Regions from separate parts of the Hordeum vulgare genome. Here region 1 is linked to region 2. A link is a contact called in public Hi-C data. All regions are on one chromosome and are shown on one strand. Each heading gives the region's core, a stretch centred on a gene start, on an enhancer-like site or on the middle of the called end of the contact. The rest is flanking DNA. Distances are from core to core; before and after follow the strand shown.

Region 1 (5,345 bases), core at 2,093-4,592, 44 kb before region 2:
TAAAAAATTCTTTTGAAAAAAATGATGAACTTTTTTTATGAATTTGAATTTGGTGATCATTTTCCGAAATTGATGAACAAATCTCTAATTTACTGTATATGTTTTCAAAATAATGAATAAGTTTAGAATTTGATGACCATATTTTGAATATGACAAACAATTTTAAATTTTGATGAACTTTAAGTTGTTGAACATTTTTTGAATAGAATGAACCAAAAAAATCACGAATTGGAAAAGAAAATTTGCATAGAGACATGAAAATATTAAAACAAAGGGAAACAGAAAAACGTAAAAATGAAAAATAAAGGGAGAAACGAAAAAAAGAAGGGGGAATGAAATGAGAATAAACGTAAAATGAGACGGCCCATATGTCATCCAGTGCGTCAAGGGGGTACGCGCGCCCTTGCTCGGCTGCGCCATACGAGCCGAGTAGGAAGCACCGAGTGTCGCTCTTGGTTTTCCGTACAAGTCATCGCCTCGCTCGTTGCATGTCGCAGATTCATGTGCGCTACTAACACACGCACATGCGATCTCAGCTCTTGCAAAGAACTTCTTCAGGGCCAGGAGGAAGAAGTCGGGAGTCCTTCGCCATGGATGGAAGTTACCGACCGAGGGCCACTACAAGCTTAACGTAGACGCCGACTTCTGCTGTGACTCTGGAACTGGCAGCACATGTGCGGTATTGCGTGATGACAGAGGTACATTTATCGCAGGCTCATGCAGTGGTATCCCTTTTGCTGAAGATGCGAGCTCAGCCGAAGCAAGAGCACTGAGAGATGGGACTGCAGAATCTCGTGGTCGAGTCCGATTGCATGGAGGTGATTGATACTATGTTAAATGATGGCAACTCTCTTGGACCTGCTGCTGCAATCTATGAAGAGTGTTCTTTCCTTGTCAAGAATTTTAGTTTTATTCAGTTTAATTACTGTCCTAGGGAGGCAAATATGGTAGCAGATACTCTAACTAGCAATGCTGATTCCACTAGAACTATAAAGTGGATGAAGGAGCCTCGTGGTTTCCTCATTGATGTACTAGCAAATGATGTAACACTCATATCACATGAAATATAAGGGCCAATTTGGCCTTCCCCGTTCAAAAAAACACGCACATGCTTCTCTCTTTCATCTTGCTTTTTTTTCAATCTCGTTGAGAACCACATCGCAGCCAGCTGCATCTCAAACTTCTCTAGATCAACAATCCACAACCTTCAAACAACCTAGCTTTGATACCATTTGTTAGAATTGATCTGAGGCGCATAGTCGGTCATCCATGGACAAAACAATCACACGATATACTACACCAAGATTTATTAACAAGGTTCACCGACATGACAATATTCTCAGAACTTGATTATGGGCGCTCCTCCCTGCTACAATATCGTGCCCGGGCGCCTGGGTGTCGGCACGTGCCGCCGGCTCCTTCAACATGTGTGTGTTAGAGCATCTCTAGCAGATCCCGCATTTCGCCAGCCCGCAAACCTAGGATGAGGGTCGCAGCAAAACGCTTTGCAGTTCCATTTTGGCTGCGGCAGAACAAACACCGCAATGCGGAACTGCAAAACAGAATATTCTTTTGCAGTTCGGCATTGCGGTGTCTGTTCTGCCGCAGCCAAAATCGGACCGGCATACGTCGGTTTTGACAGGCCGACGCGGTGGGGGTCGGTCCCGACAGGCGGCGCCGTGGTGTCGGATGCCCTTTCGTAGGTGCCAGTGACCTTAACTTCCATTTCTTCTGACACCTATGATTTCCATTATAACTCTTGATCACAAATCCACATGTCATGTTGTCATTGCCAGCTTTCATAAGCCATGGGCAACCTCTTTGACAAACTGCATCAATTCTTATCTTATCATTCTTGATCTTCTTGATTTGCACTCTATTCCTAACTGAATATGCAGTAATAGCATGTCTCAGCTCCACAACATCAGCAAATACCATACCTACTTTGAAGACAGGGGAAACCATGTCAACCTTTGCATTGAAAGATTGAAATTTGTACTTTAGTTGCTCTGCTTCCTCAATGGATAGGTCAAGATCTTCATCCTCAAGTAAATAGTGAGGCTCCGCATCTTCTTCCTCTTCCTCTACTTCTTCATGAACATCAAAGTCAATGTTTTCATCATGCAGGTCATCATCCCCCTCATCTATCTCATAATCACTATCACTAAAATCTGAATCTGAAAGAACTACATCTTCAATGACTGTTTGGCCATCTTCAGTAAGTATATTGTGCTCTACACCTTCAATCAACATATTACAACCACCTGGTATCTCTGAAATGTGTTGTTCATCATTCACTATAATGATGTTGTGGGAAGATGTTGCACTTACTGCTGCAACACTTGAGGTGGCTAGGCTGACAGTTGTATTAATTGAAGGCCATGTTAGTACCAAATCAACCCTAAAATTAGTGACAAAATCTAAATGGTCAACCATTAGTACAAGCATCTTATGGGAAGCACTGGATCTGATCATGTGCTGCAAGTCATCATCACATGTAATTCTGACCAAACCATCTGGGATTGTTTAGTTAGCTAGGCACCAGTACAGGATGTGCTCATCAACTGGATATCCCAACCACTTGAGGTGCTCTTCAATGAATGCATAGGATAACGAGGTAGAGTCAACATAGTCAAAAACCTCAACACAAGGGTTAAAATACTCCAAATTGTTGATTTCTCCACAGAAAATTCCACTATGCTCAAGTTCAAGTGTGAAAAAAGAGAATCCGCAGTTTTTCCATTTAATGAATCACACACTGCAAAAAAAACATTTACATTCAGATAACTACAGTATAGTGACATTCAGTTAACTACAGAACAGTCAAATAATCAGTAAATTACAGAGAAGTTCATAGGTGACAAAAATTCAGTAATTCCATCCCAAATTCAGAAAATCATATTACAAAAACATTCTTTTTTTCCACTAGGTGAACTGTAGAAATAAACTTATAAACCCCATCATCATAGACAGGATCATCTCCCCAAAACGCTAGCTAGCATGCCAAACCACACAAGATCCTACAGGCCCTGAAACTATCCTACGAAATCAACATCACCAAACAAGATCTAATGCCTTCTTGAAACTAGCTCGAGCAGAGCCTAGTAGGCAAAGCGGAGCAGAGCAGAAGTGGCAAAGCGGGGGCGGGGGCAGAGGAGAAGATGGCACGCAGTAATCCGGTGGGAAGGCACCCAACGGCCGGACGAGGTGAGCGGACGATGGCGGCTCCGGTGGGAAGAACTCCGACGACGACGCCGAGGTTGCTGACGTTATCTCTCCAGGATGACCGGAGCACTCCGGTCGCCCCCGACAGGACACAACGACGTGCGAGGAACGAGCCGGACGCGAAGCTTCGCTCCCACAAATTTAATGCAGGTGGGGGAGAGTGCGGGTGAAATAGAGAGAACGACAGGGGGATATTTCTGCAAAAGTGTGTGGCAGGGCTGCCACTTGTCGCGCTGCGATTGGCCCAAGACTAAAACATCACATTAGACGCAAGTTGTGGGATGGCTGGGTCAACTTTTACAAGTTTTGGACCAAATCATCACATTCTACACAAGTTTTAGGACCTGGGTGCTTTTAGCTCTCCAAAGAACTGACTGCTGGGTGTGGATGAAGTGGGAACTGCAGCCCAGACTATTGTTTTTTTCACCAGCACGCTACTGCTGCCCTTGCATCTATGTTGCCAAAATTGTTGGTTTGGTTTCACTTTTTTTCCTATGGTTCAAGTGGCCTTTGGTTTAGTGAACACTCGCTTCCCTCTGCATGTACGTATCATATACGCTCTGGTTTTGTTTCTAGTACTCCCTTTGTTTCAAAATAAATGACTTTAAAGTAACTCAACTTTGTATTAACTTTAGTACAAAGTTGAATTACTTTGAAGTCATTTATTTTAGGATGGAGGGAGTAGTATTTGTTTCCAGGGTTTCTGTGTTCTTTTCTGCTTCTGGTTCAAAAATATAAAAACAAAGCACCCAGTTCTGTCCATGGCTGATGTTGCTGCAGCAATGCGAGCATTTTCTGAAGTTGATGGAGCCTCCGTTTACTCTGAACGCGGACTCTGAATTGGACTTCTCTTCAGGTTATATAACATAGTACATCATGCACGAGAGCCCCTACCTTCACCAGAGATCTTGTATGTCTGTAGTCGGCAACATTCACAATTGCGCACATCTTCTCAAGAAACCATCATTCACTAACAGTTTGTAAATACAAATCGTCGACTTTTCAGTATTTTGTTTGCTAAAAGCACTAAAAAGCTTAGTTGAGGTCCTTTTGACACCGTCTGACCGATGAGGCCCCGTCCTGAGGCCACGCACGAGGTACCAGTTGGGATAGACGGAGGGTATTGACAAGTACTTCCTCCGTTCCTAAATATAAGTCTTTAAACATGTTTTACTAGTGGACTACATACGGATGTATATAGACATATTTTAAAGTGTAGTTTTATTCATTTTACTCCGTATGTAGACTCATAGTGAAATATCTTAAAATACTTATATTTAGGAACGGAGGGAGTAGAATTGTTTTAAACAAAGATAAGGAATAATTGACCCATTTGTAAAAGGTAAACGTTTTTCGCCAGCGCCGGCCGAAACGTTCGGCCGGTCGCGTGGCTGGTGTTGGATCGACGCGCGTGCCCACCGCCTCCTCCTTTCCTCCCCCTCTTCCTCCATCTCCTTCCTCCTCCTCCTCCTCCTCCTCCTCCTTCTCTCTTCTTTCCCCCTTCCCCCTGCAACCTCAGGCGTTGTCGGCGAGCGCTGCGGCTTCTCCACCGGCAGCCGCTGCGCCTGACGGCGGGGATCTCGCGTGCCCACCGCCTCCTCCTTTCCTCTCTACCTTCCTCCATCTCCTCCCTCCTCCTCCTCCTTCTACTCCCCTCCTCTCCCTTTTTCCTCCCTGCAACCTCAGGCGTTGTCGGCGAGCGCTGCGGCTTCTCCACCGGCAGCCGCTGCGCCTGACGGCGGGGATCTCGCGTGCCCACCGCCTCCTCCTTTCCTCTCTCCCTTCCTCCATCTCCTCCCTCCTCCTCCTCCTTCTACTCCCCTCCTCTCCCTTTTTCCTCCCTGCAACCTCAGGCGTTGTCGGCGAGCGCTGCGGCTTCTCCACCGGCAGCCGCTGCGCCTGACGGCGGGGATCTCGCGTGCCCACCGCCTCCTCCTTTCCTCTCTCCCTTCCTCCATCTCCTCCCTCCTCCTCCTCCTTCTACTCCCCTCCTCTCCCTTTTTCCTCCCTGCAACCTCAGGCGTTGTCGGCGAGCGCTGCGGCTTCTCCACCGGCAGCCGCTGCGCCTGACGGCGGGGATCTCGCGTGCCCACCGCCTCCTCCTTTCCTCTCTCCCTTCC
Region 2 (5,713 bases), core at 325-2,824:
TAGGGGGTTTTGTGCAAAACGTAAAATAACGGTTCGACTTGACTAACATAAGGACTGCGGGTTGAATCCTCGAAAACGGAGGGGCTTTTTTTGCATAATTGCCATGACGGACCACAGAAGCACTACGTGCTTTATTATTAGGGAGAGATGGGCAGTTAGACGCCACAAAAAATCATATTGAGTGCTTAACACTAGTTGGACTATGACTGGAGCTATAGCCCTAGATGCCCTTGACCTCCTCCCGCTACTTGTACTTTACATACATGAGCATGTAAATGAAAATTACAATGGATAATGAAGTTATACCTTCTCTAAATGACCCAATATCATTTTTGTACCAAACTACTTTACCTATTTTTTAGGTTATTGTGTCACCATTTTTTTACAACACAATCTCTACCCTACATTTATTAAATAAAATTAACCAAAGTCCACATAAACATGCCAGAATTTTTGAGTTGGTTTCCAATTTAAACCGGCTCTATTTCTTTGAATAGTGACCAATATACATGTGGGGATTAAAGAAAAAAGAATAAGGAGCTAAGTTTTCATGTTGCAAAGTTCAATTTACATTTTAATGGCCTCAACATATTATGTGTCACTTAGATGTACTATAGTGTGTTTATATATATATGCATATATTATTGTTAACTATAAATATCACGAATGCATCCACTAGTTAGCAAATATCCTAACCAAGGATTCTCGAGTATGGGTGTTTATTTAGTTATAGCTAACAAAAATTTCTAGAATTCATATGTGTCAATAAGGAGTCCATCTTCCAGCTCCACCCTCACACTCCCTAGTGGACATTGCTTATTTCTTACAAAAATCATTGCTTGTTTCGGCCTTGTTTGGTTTCAACCTAACCCACGTGTATCAACCGAGTTCTTGTCTTGAACCACGTGTATCCGTCCAGCCATGGAATGGTTCCCGGGCCAGGCTGAAAGGCTTGTTTGGTTTAGCTCCGACGTGAATATTCCACGACTCGAGTTACTATGTTTCACTCCAATGCACGGAGGGTAAAAAGGAATCGCTCTCCACGAGTGGAACAAATCCACGCCAAGCGACGGGAGCAGCTGAAGGGATTGAAAGACACGATGGGGTTAATCCAATCCACATGTGGATCAGTTCCACTGATGGATTAATTTCCTAATAACCAAACAAGGCCTTCAGGTTTTAAATCTCCACATAACATCACTGAGATCCAACATAGCTATATGTTTTCATCGATCATAGATTTTAGCATGCGCTTAGATGCCGTCCTCATCTGTCCATGGAGTGATAGAAAATCCAGGGAGTCTTGCATCAAGGGTAGCAAATAGCCATGCCCTCTTGCCACTACCTCTCAAGTTCACATAATTCACTAAGTATGAACATATAGGAGTGGTATATGTTGAGAGTGCATGCACAGAGAGGGATTGAATAACATGACTACTTGAAATTCATAGACATATTCTCCTCAACATTTTCTCTAAGATTCAAAATCAAGTGACCCATTTGAAAAAGAGATATCTCAATTTTGAACAAAGGAAAAAAGAAAAAAAGAAACTCAAGGATGGGAGGGTGTCGAGACTCCAGATTCTGAACTCCTACCGAACAGTCACGAGTCCCCCCTAATCACGTCACCCACCCCCACCCCCACCCTCCTCCCGACCCGGCCGGCCACGCCACGCCACGCCAATTCTCCCAATTCTCGCAGCCCCCGCCATGGCCGACGAGGAGGACGCCGGCGCCCTCTCCGACGTCGACGAGGACCCCCTCCCCCCACCTCCCCCATCCACCTCCTCCTCCTCCTCGATCAAACCCCCACCCGCATCACAGCCCCACCACGCCGATGCGGCGGCGGCGGCCGCCCAGCAGCAGCGCCTGCTCGACCTCACCGCCGAGCTGGAGGAGGAGCGCCGCCTGCGCCGCGCGGCGGAGGAGTCCCTCGCGAGCTCCGAGACCCGCCTCGGCCGCCTCAAGGCGTTCGCGCAGGACGCGCTGCGGAAGCGCGACGACTTCAAGGCCGAGTCCGCCGCCTCGTCCCGGGCGCTGCAGGCGCTCCAGGCCGAGGCGGCCACCGCCTCCTCCATGCTCTCCTCCGGCCTCGAGCGGATCTCCGCCAAGGCGTCCCCGTCCACCCCGCCCGCCCCGCTCCCCACCTCCGCCAAGTACTCCGCCGGCCTCCCGGCCCTCGCCTACGGGGTCCTCAAGCGCGCCAACGACATCGTCGACGACCTGCTCGCGCAGATCGACGCCGCGGGCCGCGACCGCGACCGCGCGCGCCAGGACATGGACCAGCGCAACTACCAGATCGCCATCGAGGTGTCCGAGCTCGAGGCGGCCGTGGCCTCCCGCGCCGCCGAGTCTGAGTCCCTCTCCAGGTCTCTCTCCGACCGGGAGGCGGAGATCTCTGCGCTCCAGGATAAGGTCGGATCCCTCGTGGCCAAGATGGACGCGCAGAGGCCCGTCCTCGCCGAGCAGATCGGCTGCGCCTCCAGGCTCTACGATGAGCTGCGCGAGCTAGTTATGCTGGTGGACGCTGACGCCGCCACCGCACTGCCCGACTCTGTCTTCGTGTGGAAGGAGACAGACGTGGAGGAGAGCCTCAAGGTTTCGCTCGAAGGGACCAGGATGGCTTACGACATCGCAGCCATGGCGCTGCAGAAGGTCGGGGTGTGGCGGGATAAGGGGAAGAGCAAGGTGACGGAGCTTGAGGAGAGGGTGGAGGAGCTGACCCGGGAGAAGGAGCACATTGGGGTGCTGCTCCGGAGCGCGCTGCAGGCTAACACGACCGAGGTTTTGAAGGTGGCCGAGGATGGGCTGAGGGAGGCGGGAATCGAGATAGGGCTCAACGGCCACAGGGATCACAGGCCAGGGAGCACGGAGAAGGATGAAGTATATACATTGGTAGGTGCACTGTGAATAATCTCATGCTGTTGCAAGTTCATCAACGTACCATATATCTAGCCATACTGAATTATTTGTTCTGTAACAATCCAACGAATATCGTAGGCAGGGGCATTGGAGAACAGCATGAAGGAGTCCCAGATTAAGATCATTGAGCTGCAACATCTTGTTGAAGCACAAAGGTATCTAACTTGATTGCTGCATTTTTGTTTATTTGTCATTTTATTTTTATTTGCCGCACTGCCGTTGAACTTGAGCAACATTAAGAAAATTACTATCCATTGGATTTAATGTGGAACAGCCATGTGGTTTAAAGCGTACGCTTTTTGACCTCTTTTAACCAACAATAAGCTACGCAAATTGATGTATAGATTATCCTTCAGTGTACCACTCTTGGTATCTTGGTATGAACAAAAGCTGCAATTCATTACTAAAGCCAAAGTCATAGGACTATACTATTATAAAAAGTTTCGTACATCGGGCTCAAAATTGCCATTTCCTACTTCCCATCTTCTGAAATTGGTGGCTTTCAGGGCAGAGTCAAGTCTACTAAGGACGAGGATGGAAGGGCAAGAAAAGGAGATTGGTCAGCTACGGAAGCAGATAAAACATCTTGAAGAGAAGGAAAGGATGGCCAATGAAAGCGTAATATTTTCTCCTCGTGTCTAATCTGATGGTTTGAGTATATACATATCACTCTTAAGGTCAGAGTCAGTGAGGCAACACATAACCGTGTTTGTTGCATTCTTCAGGTTGAGGATCTGATGGTGGACATTACAGCTGCTGAAGAGGAGATTCAAAGGTGGAAGATGGCAGCAGAGGAGGAAGCTGATGCTGGTAGATCAATTGAGCAAGAGTTCCAGACTCAGGTGTGTTTATACTTTATACAGACATGCACCATACTACTCTGCATCTCCTTTATGTTTTTGGTGTCTTGTTTGTGTTTACATGAGTTACATTAGAGATCAGACAACCAATGGCTCAACTGAATTAATCACTTAGCATTGCAGTTATCTTATATTATAAATATTTCTTTTGGAGGACAGCAAGCATGGTGAGCATGTTAGCAAATTAGGACTCCCTTAGTTAATTAGACAAGCAAATGCTTGACTGAATTAATCACTTAGCATTGCAGTTATCTGGTATTACATATTTCTTTTGGAGAACAGAATAATATTAAGCACGGTAAACATGTTAGCAAACTACCATGACTCCATGAGTTAACTACTAGACAAGCAAATGCTTGACTGAATTAATCACTTAGCATTACAGTTGTCTGATACTCCCTCTGATCCAAAATAAGTGTTAGTTCAAAAATGTGACGCTTATTTTGAATCGGAGGGAGTATTAAATACTTCTTTTGGAGAACAGAGTAATATTAAGAATTAAACACAATGAACATGCTGGCATACTACCATGTGCACTTTTGAAACTTACGTTTGGTTTTTTGACAGCAAGGCACTAAACAAAGTGTAAGAAAGCACAGGATCATAGTAGGCATGCTTGAACACTTAAGTAGCATTCTTGCTTATAGTGTTATCATAACATCATTTGACAGAAGTTACACAATGACTTGTTCTTTGCAGTTTAGCTGAAACATCATTATGTATCGACCATATGTTATTCTATACTGATACAGACACATGATGTTGAGGGTAGCAGGGGTTTTATTCTTGTTTAGCATAGTGAGGCAAACATAATATTTCTGTTATTGTATGGTGTAGCTTGTGGTTCAATATCAGCTTTATTATGTTTCCATTGTTGTATTCAGTTTCATCATAATGAATTGTTTCCATGTGGTCTTTGTTGTTACATCTTGGAAGCTAGTTATAGCAACATTAGAGTATCCTTCAGTTGTTACTACCAGTTTTAGATATGGCATTGCCACATTGTCCATAGAAAAAAACTTCGGTTGAGAAACAATAATTTTGATGCCTTAAGCAACTATGCCCGTCAGTATAGATAAGTTGTGTGTAAGTGATGTGCAGCACAAGGAAATGCTTTGCAATCAGTAGTGGCTGGCGGCAGATGTAACTGAGTCCCGCAACTTGGTACTGTGGCTGTATGAGAGCATCTCCAACAGACGCGCTAGATAAGCTGCGAGCTGGAAAAAACAACTATATAGCGCGCGCAACCAAAACTAGCGCTCCAGCAGCCGCGCTAAAATCGCGCGCGCGGTAAACAAGGTTCAGCATGCTGGGTAAAACGGCATCACGCGCTGCGTATTTGGTGCGCCCGCTCGCGCGCGCTGCAAAATCTGGGCTGCAAACGCCCTCCAGCGCCATATTTGGTGGGGCCGTCGGATTGGGCACCATATTTTCCAGCGCCTGTTGGAGCAAACGCCCTCCAGTGTGCTAAAAATCGCTATTTCGGCGCTGTATAAGTTTTTTAGCGCGCGTCTGTTGGAGATACTCTGAAGGATACTTCATTGTGCAAAGGTGGCATAAAATGTTGATTTATTTTGTAAATAAAAAACTTCTGTAGTTAACTTTTAATCAACAGGCTCGATTTTTGATGATAACTGTAGATAACCAGTGCAAGGAAATGGCTTGTTTCCCATATAGGGCAAAGTATCCTTTCTGGTTGTAATCAACAGGCTTGGTGTTGGTAACTTGTAATGCCGCCGTGTGAAGGATATATGAATGTACAAGGATGCGTAGTGTCCTCATGTTTTTTTATTTTCGAAAGTGCATAAGTTGTAAGGAAATTGCTCGTTCTCATATGAGACGAAGTGTCCTTTCTCGTTATCATCAACAGCCTCCTCGATTCTTGATAAGCTGAACTGAGTTCTAACTAACCTTCATCTTGCTGCACAGAT

Evidence for each region. A called contact is a pair of places that touch in the nucleus more often than the background predicts.
Region 1: a Hi-C map of leaf shows a contact between it and region 2, with 2.5 times the contacts expected there. The contact joins the enhancer-like site here to the promoter of LOC123452052 in region 2. A contact is called at or near these places in 2 of 6 Hi-C or Micro-C datasets (leaf and seedling).

Annotation. Positions count from the first base shown.
Region 1 is chr5H:518,987,933-518,993,277 of MorexV3_pseudomolecules_assembly, reverse strand. No RefSeq gene overlaps it. Among protein-coding and RNA genes, the nearest start is that of LOC123452057, 10 kb to the left of the region's middle. Within about 2 kb of position 3,342, at least 3 of the 3 cell types and tissues checked have open chromatin away from gene starts, as enhancers often do. A contact at or near this core is called in leaf and seedling, where this site is marked.
Region 2 is chr5H:518,941,534-518,947,246 of MorexV3_pseudomolecules_assembly, reverse strand. It overlaps LOC123452052 (myosin heavy chain, embryonic smooth muscle isoform), which reads left to right and starts at 1,574. Exons shown (of 5, transcript XM_045128625.1): 1 at 1,574-2,895; 2 at 3,001-3,077; 3 at 3,429-3,540; 4 at 3,648-3,764; 5 at 5,712-5,713. The coding sequence starts at 1,711.